Linked DNA regions of Mus musculus: all the other regions are linked to region 1. The links are chromatin contacts, called in public Hi-C maps. All regions are on one chromosome and are shown on one strand. The core of a region is the stretch at or near the end of the contact, and the rest is flanking DNA. Distances in the headings are between cores, read along the strand shown. Region 1 overlaps 4930527A07Rik (RIKEN cDNA 4930527A07 gene). Region 2 holds the start of Pax6os1 (paired box 6 opposite strand 1). Region 3 overlaps Them7 (thioesterase superfamily member 7).

Region 1 (4,202 bases), core at 1,237-3,736:
GCATAATTCTACAATTACCAAGAGGCTTCTTTTTGCCACATGATTAAGACATGTCACATCTACCACCATCACCAGGAAGGTAGCAATTGTTGACACATCGCAAAACCAAAATGAACCAACCGTCATTTTTATGGTAAGATATTCGATGAGCTGATGTCTTCTCTGACATGTTTTCTTAAATGTCTGATATCTTGCTACCATTGGCTGTCTATGTGCTGGCATGAGAGAAGAGGAAATATGTTTTGCGTTTGTCATGTTGTTCTCACCCTAGTATTGCTAATCCCCTTGACAGATGAAGAAGCTGAGGTGTGTGGGGTGAAGCCTTGAGTTCAAAGGCAGCTCCTAAACTCCAAGTGATGTTGGACCTCCAAAGCTCCATAGCAGATGCAGCCTCACCATCTCTTATGTCCTTCCAACTTAAAGCATTAGTATGTCTTGATTTCCTGCAAAAAGCCTCATGACCTCAAGGCCATCATGGTGAGGGTGCCTGGCTCGAGCTTGCTCCTAGGGTCACTTCTGTCCCCTGTAAACAGATTACATGTGAGGCAGTGCTCTCTCTCTCTCTCTCTCTAACGCTCTCTCTCTTCCTCCTCCTCCTCCTCTTCCTCCTCCTCCTCCTCCTCCTCTTCCTCCTCCTCCTCCTCTTCCTCCTCCAAATTCGCTTGAGGCTGTTTTCTTGAGACATCAGTGGCTTTAAAGCAAAACAAGGATTTGCTAACAAAACATTCTACCCCAGATGAGTCACGGTTCAGGTCCTCCTCAGGAGAGGCAGCCAAGTGCGAAGTCTGAGAGACTCCAAGGGCTCTCTCTCTCTCTTCCCTCTTCACCAGACTGAACTCCCCAAACACAGCAGAGGCAAAGTCACGGCTGTTTGAGCACGTTAACAGGATGGCTTCTGGGGGGTGATAAAGGCCAGAGAATGGAGGCCTGAGAGACCTTTGTGTCCTAAGCCTTTGACCCCTTTGATGAGACAGATGTGCAGGCCAGGCCTTCCTTCCCAGGGCAAGCTAACCCTCATTAAACAGCAGGAAGGCTTCCTTGGTGGCAATGAGCAGACACATGCCTGGCTTCCCTGGCAGCAGACGGAATGGGAAGAGATAATCCCCCTGTCATCAGGCCCCACACCCCCTCAAGACTCCAGCACTGGCTCCTGTAACATGTGCTCACCTTGATTTATGGTTGACCTTGGGAAAGCCAGCCTCTGACTTTGGCAGCCTGTCTCCTGGCCATCATTTTTCTAGATGGAAAGAGCTCTTTTTGGTTAGTGTCTGTAAGTATCCCATCTAAGTCAGAGTTTCTCGAGATGCTTGCGGCTCCCCTGGAAGCCACTCTGCTAGCTTCCCTGGGATACTTTGCAGATGAAGGTAGGAAAAGCCAGGAGGAAAATTTCCCTAAGTTGGAGAGAGGACACATCCACCCTGTCCGCCAGAGTGTCATCAGTCAGTCTACAGCACCAACGGGCCCACCACCTTGCCAGACTGACTTAATAAAGACAAAGGACATGGGAGTTCCACAGTCATGACTCTTAAACCTCGTAGAGGCTATATAGAGTGTAAGTAGCACCTATGTTAACCAAATAGTGTCTCTAACATTAACTTTCTCTAACTGGAAATGTCTGCCTGGGACATATTGACCAACAAGACTTAGAATGGAGCTTAATGGGTTGACTCTACAGATGGTGGGACTACATGAGAGCCATGCTCTGTTGGACAATAATTACAGCTAGTATGTACAGGGTGATGATCATACATTGTACCGCTTCATCACAATATGCTGCTGGAGTATCAGTATTGTTCATATTTATAGAAGAGGCGAGCAGCCCAAAGAGGTTAAGTAACTTGCTTAAACCTTGACAGCGACTAAATGGTAAAACTTGAGGTTTGAACCCACACACACTGGCTCTGGAGTGCATAACCTCATCATGATGAGTTTAACCTTGAAAGCTGCCTACAAGAAGAGGAATTGTGCCTCACAGAAAAGTCAATCCTACTTGATGTTCAAATTGACTTTCAATGTGCATGTATTTGTGTAAAACACATGAGTGCGCACATATGTCCACATTGTAAACTGAGAGTGAATGCAATTCCCATGCTTGCACCCTAGCTCCTGGAAGCCAGGACAGGCCTTCCCTCTAGCACAATTTGTCAAAATCCTTGAAGTAGAGGAGTCCTGACTCTGACCAGAGGCCCCCAAGGGCCAGACAACTACTGGCCAGGAGATGGCGCTGTGTCACTTTCCTACTTAAGGCGCTTTTGTTTTCTTCCGGCTGGTGGAGGTGGGGAGGCCAAGTTCCCTGATTTGCAATCTCAGTCTCTCTGTCACTTCCTTCAAATGAGCTTGGAGGTGTTCAGCAGATGACAGTCCTGAAAACGGGCCAAAGCTGTTCTCTTAATCCTGTCTCAGGGTGCACTTGAAAAGGGTGTTTCCAAACAAGTTTGCAGATTCCATCTGTCACAGCTACACTCCTCCTGACCTCTTGGCTCTCACCAGAAGAGGGAGAAACACTCCCAACTTGCCCCACCTTGAAAGCAGCTTGGGCAGGGCTGTGGAGGAGACCCTGGCACTCGCTGCTGGCTAAACTCAGCCTGCTGGAGGAGGAACATTGCCCTCCCACCCATCCCCAAACCCCAGTGTTTGGATGAACTCCCAGAGGTCACATCCATCTGGGGCTTGGTGGTTTTGCCTGATGCTCAACCAGTGTTGGCGTGGCCTCTTTCTCAGAGCCTAGCAGGAGACTCATAGCCGGCATTTTCAGATCAAGCAAATCTTTAACTGACCTGAGAATACTCATCTTCCAGTGATCTCCACTGTCTCCCTGGTCTTCAGATAAGGAAACTGAGGCCAGGACAGAGGAGGGAGGACTCGACCTGATATATGGAAGATCTGTAAGCTAGATATGTCTCAAGCCCTGGCCAAGTCAAGAGCCATCATGTTAGGGCAAGGCATGACTGTGCAGCACATAGGACAAGCAGCTTTTGGATTCAGACAGCCTGGGCTTGCGTGCCACAGATCTTAAGTATGTCCCTGCGACTCTAAGGAAATTACTCTATGTTTCTGACCCTGTCTCACCTAGAAAAGGGAGCACAGCAACACCTATATCAGGAATACTAAGCCAGGAAATGCATACAGCATACACAGAAGGTGTTCTAGTTGTGTTTCTGTAGCCTTTAGTGGAGTCTTTGTGTTACTTTTAGCCCTAACCAGAGAAGCTAGATTGAAGCCTGGGTAGTGTCAACGTGCTGCTTTGTAACTCTCCCCCGTTAGACCACACAGTTATTTCCAACTTCACTTTTTAACACAGAAGTTAGCTTTCTCTATCCCTTTAAGATGGGGGGGGGGGGGAAGGGGGACAAAACCAGCCTTAGCATATGCCAGCATCCTCTTAAAGGGTGTCCATTTCCAGGTCTTGCTCCTGTCTTTCTAAAGCTCATCCCTTGGCAGACATAATCCTAAATATTCTGAGCAAATCCTCTAATTTGCAAGTGTAACAGTGATACCAGTTGGCTAATGCTTCCGTGAGAATTCTTTCCATCAGATTGCCTTCTTGATAATACATGCATTAAGGAACCTGAGATGTTTATGTGGATGAAGAAGACCAAAAATATAAAGGGTGTAACTTCTGAGTTGAGCCAAGGGGATACCATAAGAAGTCTGAACAGCAAGAGGCAGCCAGCTAGTGTGAAGTATGGAAAAAAGGCATCAAATGAAAAGCAGGTTCCAGCCACAGAGCAGGAGGGCAGCAGCGTTCACCTTCTGTGAAAGACTGGTGCAGCTGTGTCTTTGTAGGAACATAGTCAGTCCCGTTTGTCCCCTTCCTCTCACCACAGCATTGGTAGGGGACAATAGAAGTAGTCAGGTCTTGGGCCTGACTCAGATACCTTCCAAGGAAGACATGATGTTAAACTCATCTTGACTCCGGTGAGCTGTCAGTCCTGAGGGCAGACTTGGAAGAAGGCTCTTGCTTGTACTCCGGCAGGCTGAGAGACCGGCGAAGACCTTTAAACAGACCCCAGGCTCTGGTGGTTGATTCGTCATATACTTTGGTCACTGGGCATCCCCGATGGAAGTGTCCTGTGCTTTGAGAGGTCTGCCTCACCTAATACTCTGGTCTCATTGCATGCCTCTGCTGGCTCCAGACCAAGCCATGCTGGTCTCTTCCTGTCTCTGAAAGTCCTATGCTCATTGCCACCTGCCAAGAATGA
Region 2 (4,038 bases), core at 137-2,636, 150 kb after region 1:
GTAGAACCCGGTTGTCAGATCTGCTACTTCCCCCCGAGAAGCGGCTTTGAGAAGTGTGGGAACCAGCGCCACCAGACTCACCTGACACCCCACCCTCGGCTCACAGGTAACCGCTTTGATTCTAGCCAGACTCACCCCAAGAGTAGCGGCGCCCCTCTCCGACGTGCAACCTGTGTGTTCAGGTCATAGAAACCCTCCCCGAGTGGCCCCGGCCTTGATTTTTTTCTTTTTCTTTTTAAAGGAAGCTTACAAAGATGGTAGAGGAGTTGCTGCGGATGGGACGGGGGTGAGGGGGAGGGGATGTCTTTGCGAAGCATGCTTCTTTGTAAAAGTAACAAAATGTTGTGGTCTCAAGAGAGGACTTCCCGTCTGGCCCTGAGCTGGGGGTGATGTGGGGGGTGGGAGGGTGGTGGCTGTGGCCGCAGTCTAAAGAAATCGCTGAGATCCTAAGAAAAGCAGGCGGTGGGCATGCAGTTTGCAACACGCCTTCCCCCGATGCAATTAGCGACATTCATGCTTGGAGAAGCCACCAAGCCTCGCGCCGAATTCATGGAGCACCCCGCGGAAGGTCGGGCGACTTGCGACAAAAGTTTCCCCAAGGTTGTGTAGATGTGTGTTCCATATCGAAGTCAAAGTCTTGGGGTTCGTTTCCCCCGAAAGGAGCACAGGACGAAAGAATGCGGCCCTCCAGAGCTGGGCAGCGCGCGCGAAGGCCCCAGCGTGTGATTTGAGCTTCCTTCGGAAGACCTAATAATTAGCGATTCTCACTGAGCTAGAATGCGGGCTCGGGTTACCGGGAACGGGTTCCTAGCAGCGGCGGAGCTCTTTGCCTCGGCGGGAAGCATGTGGGCTCCAGGGGAACCCGGTTGCTGAGTGCCCTGGAGAGAGATACCCAGCCATGCTCCGGCTCCAGGAAGGCCAGAACTTGGCCGAAGTGGGTCAGGAAAGTGATTACCCCTAACTTAAACTAAAAGGTGTTTTCGCCAGGTTGGAAAATCTCTCACTCAAGCCCTAAGCTTACCAGGAGCCGCTCAGGCTGCCTGAGTCGGGGCACCGGAGCAACCCACCGGAAATTTGAGGCCATGTAGCAGGCCTGGCCTGGATCTCGCCCACTCCCACGCGTGCTCCTGACGCCCTCTCTCTAGACCCGCTGGAGGCACTTGTCCAGATCGTTTGGCTCTCAAGCACCTGTGACAGGTGCCCAGGAGTCTAACTCTGAGCAGAGTCCCCTCTGAGCGCCTCACATAGAAAGGAGGCCACGGGCAAAGTGGCCACCAGTCTGAGCACCTTACCTGAACGGGGGTCCTCTCCTCCGAGAGTTCCTTATTCCAGAGTTGAGCCGTGAGCAGTTTGCCCGCTTCGCAGTAGGAAGTGGACCTTCTCCTCTAGTCATAAATCAAACCAGCCATCCTCGGGCCTCCTCCCTCATTAGAGATGTTTATTGGAGATTGTGTTTATTCGGCTGTCACGGCGAGAAAACGCGGTGACATAATTACCTCTGACCAGAGTCCTCGCCCTGCGCCCAGGGTGAGCCAGGGACTTCCTCTGCTGTGGTCTTACTCTGCTGCCCTCCTTGATCAGAGGGCAAATCGGATTGGTGTGTCTACTTTTTCCTCCCTCAGACTTCGTATCATTTGAATTATTGGAGAACTTAGTATTCAAATTTCCGCCAGTGCCCAGACTTGGAAAAGAAAACCAAAGAGAATCCAGCTTCCAGGGAGAGAGGGAGAGAGAAGTAAGGGAGAGAGAGAGGGAAAGGGAGAGAGAGAGAGAGAGAGAGAGAGAGAGAGAGAGAGAGAGAGAGAGAGTAAATCTTGCATGAGAACTTTCTAGTGCACTGGCAGAGATGCTTGGCCAGACCTAGAAGGACGAGTGCCTGTATTTGTGGTATTATTTTTTCTTTTGCTTCCCTTTTTCATTCCTTTTCTTTTCGGGAGGAATCTGGCTGCAGAGCCTTGATCCCAGAGTTCGGATATTCTCCCAGGTGGACCCCGATCTCCGAGGAAACAACCAGGGCTTAATCCCTCATTGCTCTGTCCCTGACTCCCAATCCCCACAAGTTTTTCCCTGATGGGGAGGCTTCAAGTCACCATCTGTGAGACTGGGTTAGGAAATGATGAAAAGCGCCAAATTGTTCTCTAATTGAAAAATACATTGTTTTTTTGGAGGAGTGTGCACTGACAAAGTATCTGGGATTTCAGCTTTTGATCCCTTGCTACTGCTGCCTCTGCTCTCCAGTCACTAATAAAACTCGCATTGAGCCCCTTAGTGCCTTGATTAACAGGCAGATTAACTCTTACTGGGGTTGGGAACAGCTTGTCTCAATCAATGTCATTTTAAAAGCCTGTCAGGATGTGCTTAGTTCGGTTCCAGGCTGCTGGAGTGAGCCAGCCCTGACATTTGCTCTCTCTTTCCCAGTCTCAAAATCCTGAGCATCAGGCCTGCACGTTTCTAGCTCCTGAACAAAACAAATGGCAGGAGTCAGTCCCTGGCCCTTCTACCAGGCAGCTGTTCAGACATATTCTATAGAGCGGTGACCTTAGCAAGCTTTTCATTTGAAGCTGAACACTTACCTCTTTAGTACTGAGGTTAGAAGAAAAGGAGACTTGAAGGAATGTCCCGGGGTTGGAGAATGGAAAGAGAACTTTTCTAGACACCCTATCTGTAAAAATCCCAAAACGATGGGATTTCAGGGTGTCCTATGCGTTAGAGACTTTGAATCTACTTTCCATATAGACAACTGTAGGATGTGGAAGAAAGGAAGCTTGAGAGTTAACTAGCCTCCTACAAGAAAGCTCTTTGCTGGGACACCCATCCGGACAATGCCGGGATTTAAGCATTTTAGGGGTGGGCTGGGAGGGAAATGGAGGGGGAGAGGTGCTGACCAATATGAAGAGAAGAGGATTGGACCCGCGAGCGCCCAGATACACTAACCATTTGGCAAGAAGAAAGGAAAGGAAAGGGCACCATGGCTTTTTCCAGTCAAGCTAAAGCCTGGAGGCGCCGCTGGGCGGTCGTTCGGCTCTCTTCTGTTTCTGTACTGTCCTGGGCTTTGGCTAGGCTAGCCGGTGAGCAGGATTCAGGCAGGTTGCTGGGGTAAGCGGAGAGAGAAAGCCCCAAGCCAGGGAGGCATCAGGAACTGGGTGGCTAGGGTGGAAGACTTTGATTTTTATGACCTTTTGATTTGTTTGCCATCCCAGAGATCCCTGGAATCCACTCTTCAGGGCCTGCAGAAAGAGACACACTTGGAGCTCTCTAAAGTGTCTCGGGTGTTTACTGAGACCTTCCTCCTCCAAAGAAATTCATCCTTGCCCTCCTCAGTGTGTCTGCAACCGCGCCTCAGCTAGGACCAGTCAAAATGGGAGTTTGGAGGTGTGGGAACACGGAATGGAGTACTGGTTGTTCTGAGGCTGTGAGGCCAAAGCACATTTCCCCAGAGAACTGGGCACTTCTTTGCCTCGCCAGGGGCCGCTCTCGGGACAGAGACTAAATGCGGTGGGTACAGGCTACCAGGGACTGTTGGGAGTGATTCTGAAGGGGCCTCCTACTTTCGCATCCATGATGGTTAGAGAGGTTCTGAACACCGTCGGGCAAACCTCGATGCCCCCAGCGCCACTCTACACCACGAGCTTTCAGTTACCCGGCCAGAGGAAAACCCGTCCTCGCACGGGTCAGAGGGTAGAACGGAGGAAAGAGTAGCAGAGTAGTAGTGAAAGGCAGCGGGGGTCGGGGGGGGGGCGCCTAAAATGCAGCTTCGCCAGCCTTTCTATTCTAACACTAACACTGGAGGACAAGCGAAATGGGCCTCCGACGGGTTGAAAGCCTCAGTTAAAATGGCGACCCGAGCGTTGTCTCCGTTTTACTAGTGCCTTGCACCTTGGTTTTAGCCTCCCTCCTTCCAGGTCTCTTCCCGACAGCAGGTGCTTGGCAGAAAAGATGATTCACCAAGGACAGGCAGAGAGAGAGAGAGAGAGAGAGAGAGAGAGAGAGAGAGAGAGAGAGAGAGTAGGAAGGGAGGGAGGGAGAGAGAGAGAGGAG
Region 3 (4,215 bases), core at 1,443-3,942, 190 kb before region 1:
TAGAAGCCCTATGCTCCCAAGATAACGGCTGGTCAGGTCTAGCACAGAGAAAACATGTAAAATGACATTTAGCTCTTCTGTCCAGAAAGACACATGGAAGCTGTCACTGAGCCTCTCTGGGGCTGAGGTCTAGCCAGTGGAGTTAGCTTTTCCATAGCAGAGAGGCAGTGTTTCATGCAGAGCCGAAACTGATGGCTGAGATGACAGTGGGAACAAAAACAGCCACTGTGCATAGGACCCAGGCGAGCTCTCCAAACCACCAGCCCCTCCTCTGTCCAGCAGATTAGATGGTTGCCCGTGGTTATTTTTAGATATAAGACTGTTAATAAGGATTATTAGAGGCTTCAAAGAATTCTGGTTAATGAATCTTTGACTTGCTTTTCTTAGGTTTGTTTAAAAACAATCATACTTTTATCCAGTCTTAAGTTTGTGTCTCTTTCTCTTTCCCTGTGTGTGTGTGTGTGTGGGGGGGGGGTGTCCTTTAAGGGATCAGCAGTCATGAGTGTCAGACAATGGGAGGGCAAGGTGACAGAACAATTAAATAAACTCAATACAAGCAGAGCTTGGAGGACACCAAGTTATAAGACTCCATGTTTGAAGTTAGCACCATGCCCAACATCAGAGGAAGCCAATCACATACACAAGCACTGAAGGTCCCTGCCATCACCCATCTCAACTACAAGAGAGGTTCTGAGTTTCAAAACATTCCAGTTGGAAAAAAAGACGGCCCATGACCAAGACAAAGCAGCCAGGAAAGAGAACTGCAAAGCCTCCAGTTGGTTGCTGTCTGGCTTGGAAGGCTTCCATCTGAACTCTAATGGGGTTTTGTCCTGTTTGTGTCGGTGAGGTCAACCACCCAGTGAAAGCCACTATTGAGCCTTGGGCTCTGCTCTTCAGAGGCTAGACTCAAGGCCAAGGTCTGTGTGAGGGAAAAGTCCCCAACCCAAAGCTGTAAAGGGGTCTGGCATGTACCCACACTCTGGGTGACCCAGAAGAGTCTTCAAGGCATGATGGAGCAGAGGGAGGAACGGGAGAGTAAGAGGCAGAAGGCAGAAGGCAGTATCGCCGCAGGAGGGGAAGGTGGCCATCCTGACCTCTAGGACCTAGCCTCCAGGGACCTGCCTGGGGGGGCTGAGAGAGAGACTTGGGGATCAGAACCCCCCCTCTCTAGATCCTTCCTCAGCAGGCACTCAGGAACCTACCTGCCCTGGACAGTTTTCATCTGGGGATTGGAAATACCAGATCTTGAAGAAACTGAGTCACAAAACCTTAGCAAACCAGCCAGGCATTGCTCTGCAAATCTCAGAACCCAACCAGGCAAGGGCCACTGGGGAATGGCTGACTGTGGGCGTGGGGATCCTGAACAATTGTTACCACCTGTGCTTAGGGTCAGCCTCCCAGCTTTCTCTCTAGACTGACTCCCACGGGCTCCTTTGACCACAAACCCATGGACAGAGCCATCTCATTCACTGGGTTAACATGACACCCCCGCCCCCAGATCATCCTCTCTTTCTTAAAGTTAACCAGTAACTGGCCTTTGTGCTGCCCTGCTTCTGTAAGAGGAATTTCCCCAGCAGTTCTCTCCGGAAGCACTTCTGATGTGTGTTTCCTTTCTCCCAGTCTATAGAAAACCTTTCATGTCCCTTTGTGTCCCCTCACTTCCCACTGCCACGGGGAATGTGCCTCGCTTTTTTCTCTGTACCGCTGATAGGGCTTTAGACGTTCCTCTCTAGACACTTCTCTGACAGTCAAATGGCCCAGGAGATTTAGGGCTCCTCTAACAAGCTGTGCTTTCTGGTGACTCTCTGGGGGAGGAGTGGCAGCCAGAGAGTGGGAATAATTACATCTGAAGTTTGTTAGTTATTCATTTGTGCAGTTTTCTCCCTTTGTGTGGCGTTCTCCATGCTCGCCCCCCCCCCAATCCACCCCCCCATAAGCTCACAGAAGGACCAGTAAACGGCAGAAAGCCTACGGAACCAATTGGCTGGAAAAGAAAAGACAATTGGAATCTCAGCACGTCAAGGCGTCACGGCACCCACTTAAGCTAAACAGATTTACAAAGTTCCGCAGAAAAATAACTGTGCGATTTACTAGAGGATTTTCTACACAAAGTTTGTTATTGATTTTCATTATATTTTATACACTACATGCTCCCTTCAAGACTTAGCCTAACCTGATCACAACCTTTTCACCCATATGGGTCAGAGGTGCCATTAGGTCAAATTCAAGGCTGTAGGGCTTCAGGGCCTGCAGTCTGTAGCTTAGGCAAGCTCTGATATAGCACCCTTCTGGTGCCATCTCTCCTAATTTGTGTGCTTAATTGACAGCTTGTTAACAGTTCATTAGGAACACTGAAAACCATGTGGCAAAAACAGATCTATCTAGCAGAGAATATGCAGCCCTTGTTTACTTGAAAAAAATAAATGCCAGGAACAAAACACGGAAGCCGCTCTCAGCCTCCCTTGAAAATGACGTTCCTCCATCCCTAAACGCTGAACTCCCTCCTGGCTGAGCCTCTGATCTGGCAGACTGGGAACCCATGGGCTTGTGAGGGGACATCACAAGGATCCTGAGGGCGGCAAAAGGAATACTCATCCATCCGTGAAGACAGATGGACCACCTTGGAGGCCCTGGGGACTGGGGCTGCCAGAGTGCCTCTAATCTTCCCGGCCCCCAACCCCCACTCACCCCATGTCTCTGGAGACGTTTGTGGGAACTTCAGGTGAAGCCAGCTGCAACATAGCACCCTTTGCCATGCCCTGCAGGGGAACTCACTCCCCCCTCTTCTTCACCCTCATCACTCCATCTGCTGGGTAAGACCACAGCATACTGCAGTTGCTAAGGAGTCATATAGTGGCCCTTGTGATTTCTCCATCCCCATCACTGGGAAAACCCAGGTTGGAGTCATTGCTTTCTCGTGGTCTCCAGACATGGCATTCTCAACCACTCCCTCGCCTCTACCACCACCTCCTCCTCCTCAGTTCTAGCCACTTAGAGGACTTACGGAACACATCAAAATATCTTAGCCTGATCTGCAAACTGTGTGGATGTCAAGAATTCTCTGACAAGAATTCGATCTGATTTCATTGCATCCAGTGTACCGAGGACCTACTTTGTCTGGAGACATGTGCACACACTCGTGAGCAGGCTCTGCCTCGGTAGATGTCAATGATTATTAATTACAGTAATTGCTACAGATTATAAACTTGGGAAGAGTGTTCCATCTTTTAAATAAATGTGGTGTTTTTAAGCTCCCTGGAGCAGAAAGTCGCTGAGGAATATACTCCAGCATCAAGAATTCGTCTTCTTCTTCTTCTTCTTCTTCTTCTTCTTCTTCTTCTTCTTCTTCTTCTTCTTCTTCTTCTTCTTCTTCTTCTTCTCCTTCTCCTTCTCCTTCTCCTTCTCCTTCTCCTTCTCCTTCTCCTTCTCCTTCTCCTTCTCCTTCTCCTTCTCCTTCTTCTTCTTTTTTTTTCAGAATGTATCATTAACTTTGTTAGCCTTTAAGTCCTTTATGCACATGGGGCAGGCCTATCACGAGGAGGAACTTATGGGGGGAAAAATCATGTAAAGGATGTTTCAGAAATTGACCCCCAAGCTTCCAGAAGTCGTTTTACTAAATGTTAGAGATATGTTCAACCTCATTCTCTCTAACCTTTACCTATACAGTCTGTGTTAGCGAGCTGATAACCCGAGCTTTCTTCATTAAAGATGTCTGCATTTTTTTTTTTTAACTTTTACGAAACATTGACGTCTTCCTATCCCTAGTTAATGTGCAGGCTTCAGCTAGAGAGATCTTGGAGAACCCTCCCAGGAAGGGTGGAGTGCCAGGTGGGATTTGTCTAGCCGAAGGAGTCCCACCATTATGACAGTTCTTTGGGCTGGTTGAAATTAATTTGGGGTAACATGGTTGAAGCTACTGGAGAATTTAGCAGTTTCCTAGTTGAATACCCATCCACCAGGCAAGATTAAAAGAGCAAGCTTGGATGAGTTATCTTGATTGTGGTGGGCATTTTCCGAGCCTCTCCGGTATCTACCTCTGGCTACTTACAAACCTGAATTTTTCCTTGACGGGATTTAGTCTTCTTCAGATTTAAGCCCTATAGCTCGGCTGGAGTTTACCTCTCCTTCAGCTCCTGAGGCGGCCTACACGAATTAGAGGAGCTACCAATTGCTTGGAACGATTGGTTCAAAGATGCACACGTGACCCATTACTGG

What was found. A called contact is a pair of places that touch in the nucleus more often than the background predicts.
Region 2: a Hi-C map of cerebellum shows a contact between it and region 1, with 5 times the contacts expected there. The contact joins the promoter of Pax6os1 here to the enhancer-like site in region 1. A contact is called at or near these places in 4 of 39 promoter capture datasets (cranial neural crest, embryonic stem cells, epiblast stem cells and 1 more), 1 of 15 datasets of contacts at CTCF or cohesin (stem cell-derived epiblast-like cells), 29 of 484 Hi-C or Micro-C datasets (cerebellar granule neurons, cerebellum, embryonic somatosensory cortex and 5 more), 11 of 115 datasets of contacts at active chromatin or transcription factors (astrocytes, differentiating embryonic stem cells, embryonic forebrain and 5 more) and 4 of 9 other capture datasets (adipose tissue, embryonic stem cells, liver and 1 more).
Region 3: a Hi-C map of cerebellum shows a contact between it and region 1, with 2.4 times the contacts expected there. The contact joins two enhancer-like sites. A contact is called at or near these places in 12 of 484 Hi-C or Micro-C datasets (cerebellar granule neurons, cerebellum, embryonic stem cells and 1 more) and 1 of 115 datasets of contacts at active chromatin or transcription factors (embryonic stem cells).

What each region holds. Positions count from the first base shown.
Region 1 is chr2:105,521,180-105,525,381 of GRCm38.p6, forward strand. All of the region lies in intron 1 of 4930527A07Rik (RIKEN cDNA 4930527A07 gene), which reads left to right. Among named protein-coding and RNA genes, the nearest start is that of 4930527A07Rik, 47 kb to the left of the region's middle. Within about 2 kb of position 2,487, at least 19 of the 459 cell types and tissues checked have an H3K27ac peak or open chromatin away from gene starts, as enhancers often do. A contact at or near this core is called in cerebellum and neural tube, where this site is marked.
Region 2 is chr2:105,668,944-105,672,981 of GRCm38.p6, forward strand. Pax6os1 (paired box 6 opposite strand 1) reads right to left here and starts at 1,387. Exons shown (of 4, transcript NR_002867.2): 1 at 1,293-1,387. It also overlaps a transcript of Pax6 not described here. RefSeq lists an enhancer at 3,390-3,590.
Region 3 is chr2:105,335,054-105,339,268 of GRCm38.p6, forward strand. All of the region lies in intron 3 of Them7 (thioesterase superfamily member 7), which reads left to right. Among named protein-coding and RNA genes, the nearest start is that of Rcn1, 62 kb to the right of the region's middle. Within about 2 kb of position 2,693, at least 17 of the 459 cell types and tissues checked have an H3K27ac peak or open chromatin away from gene starts, as enhancers often do. A contact at or near this core is called in cerebellum, where this site is marked.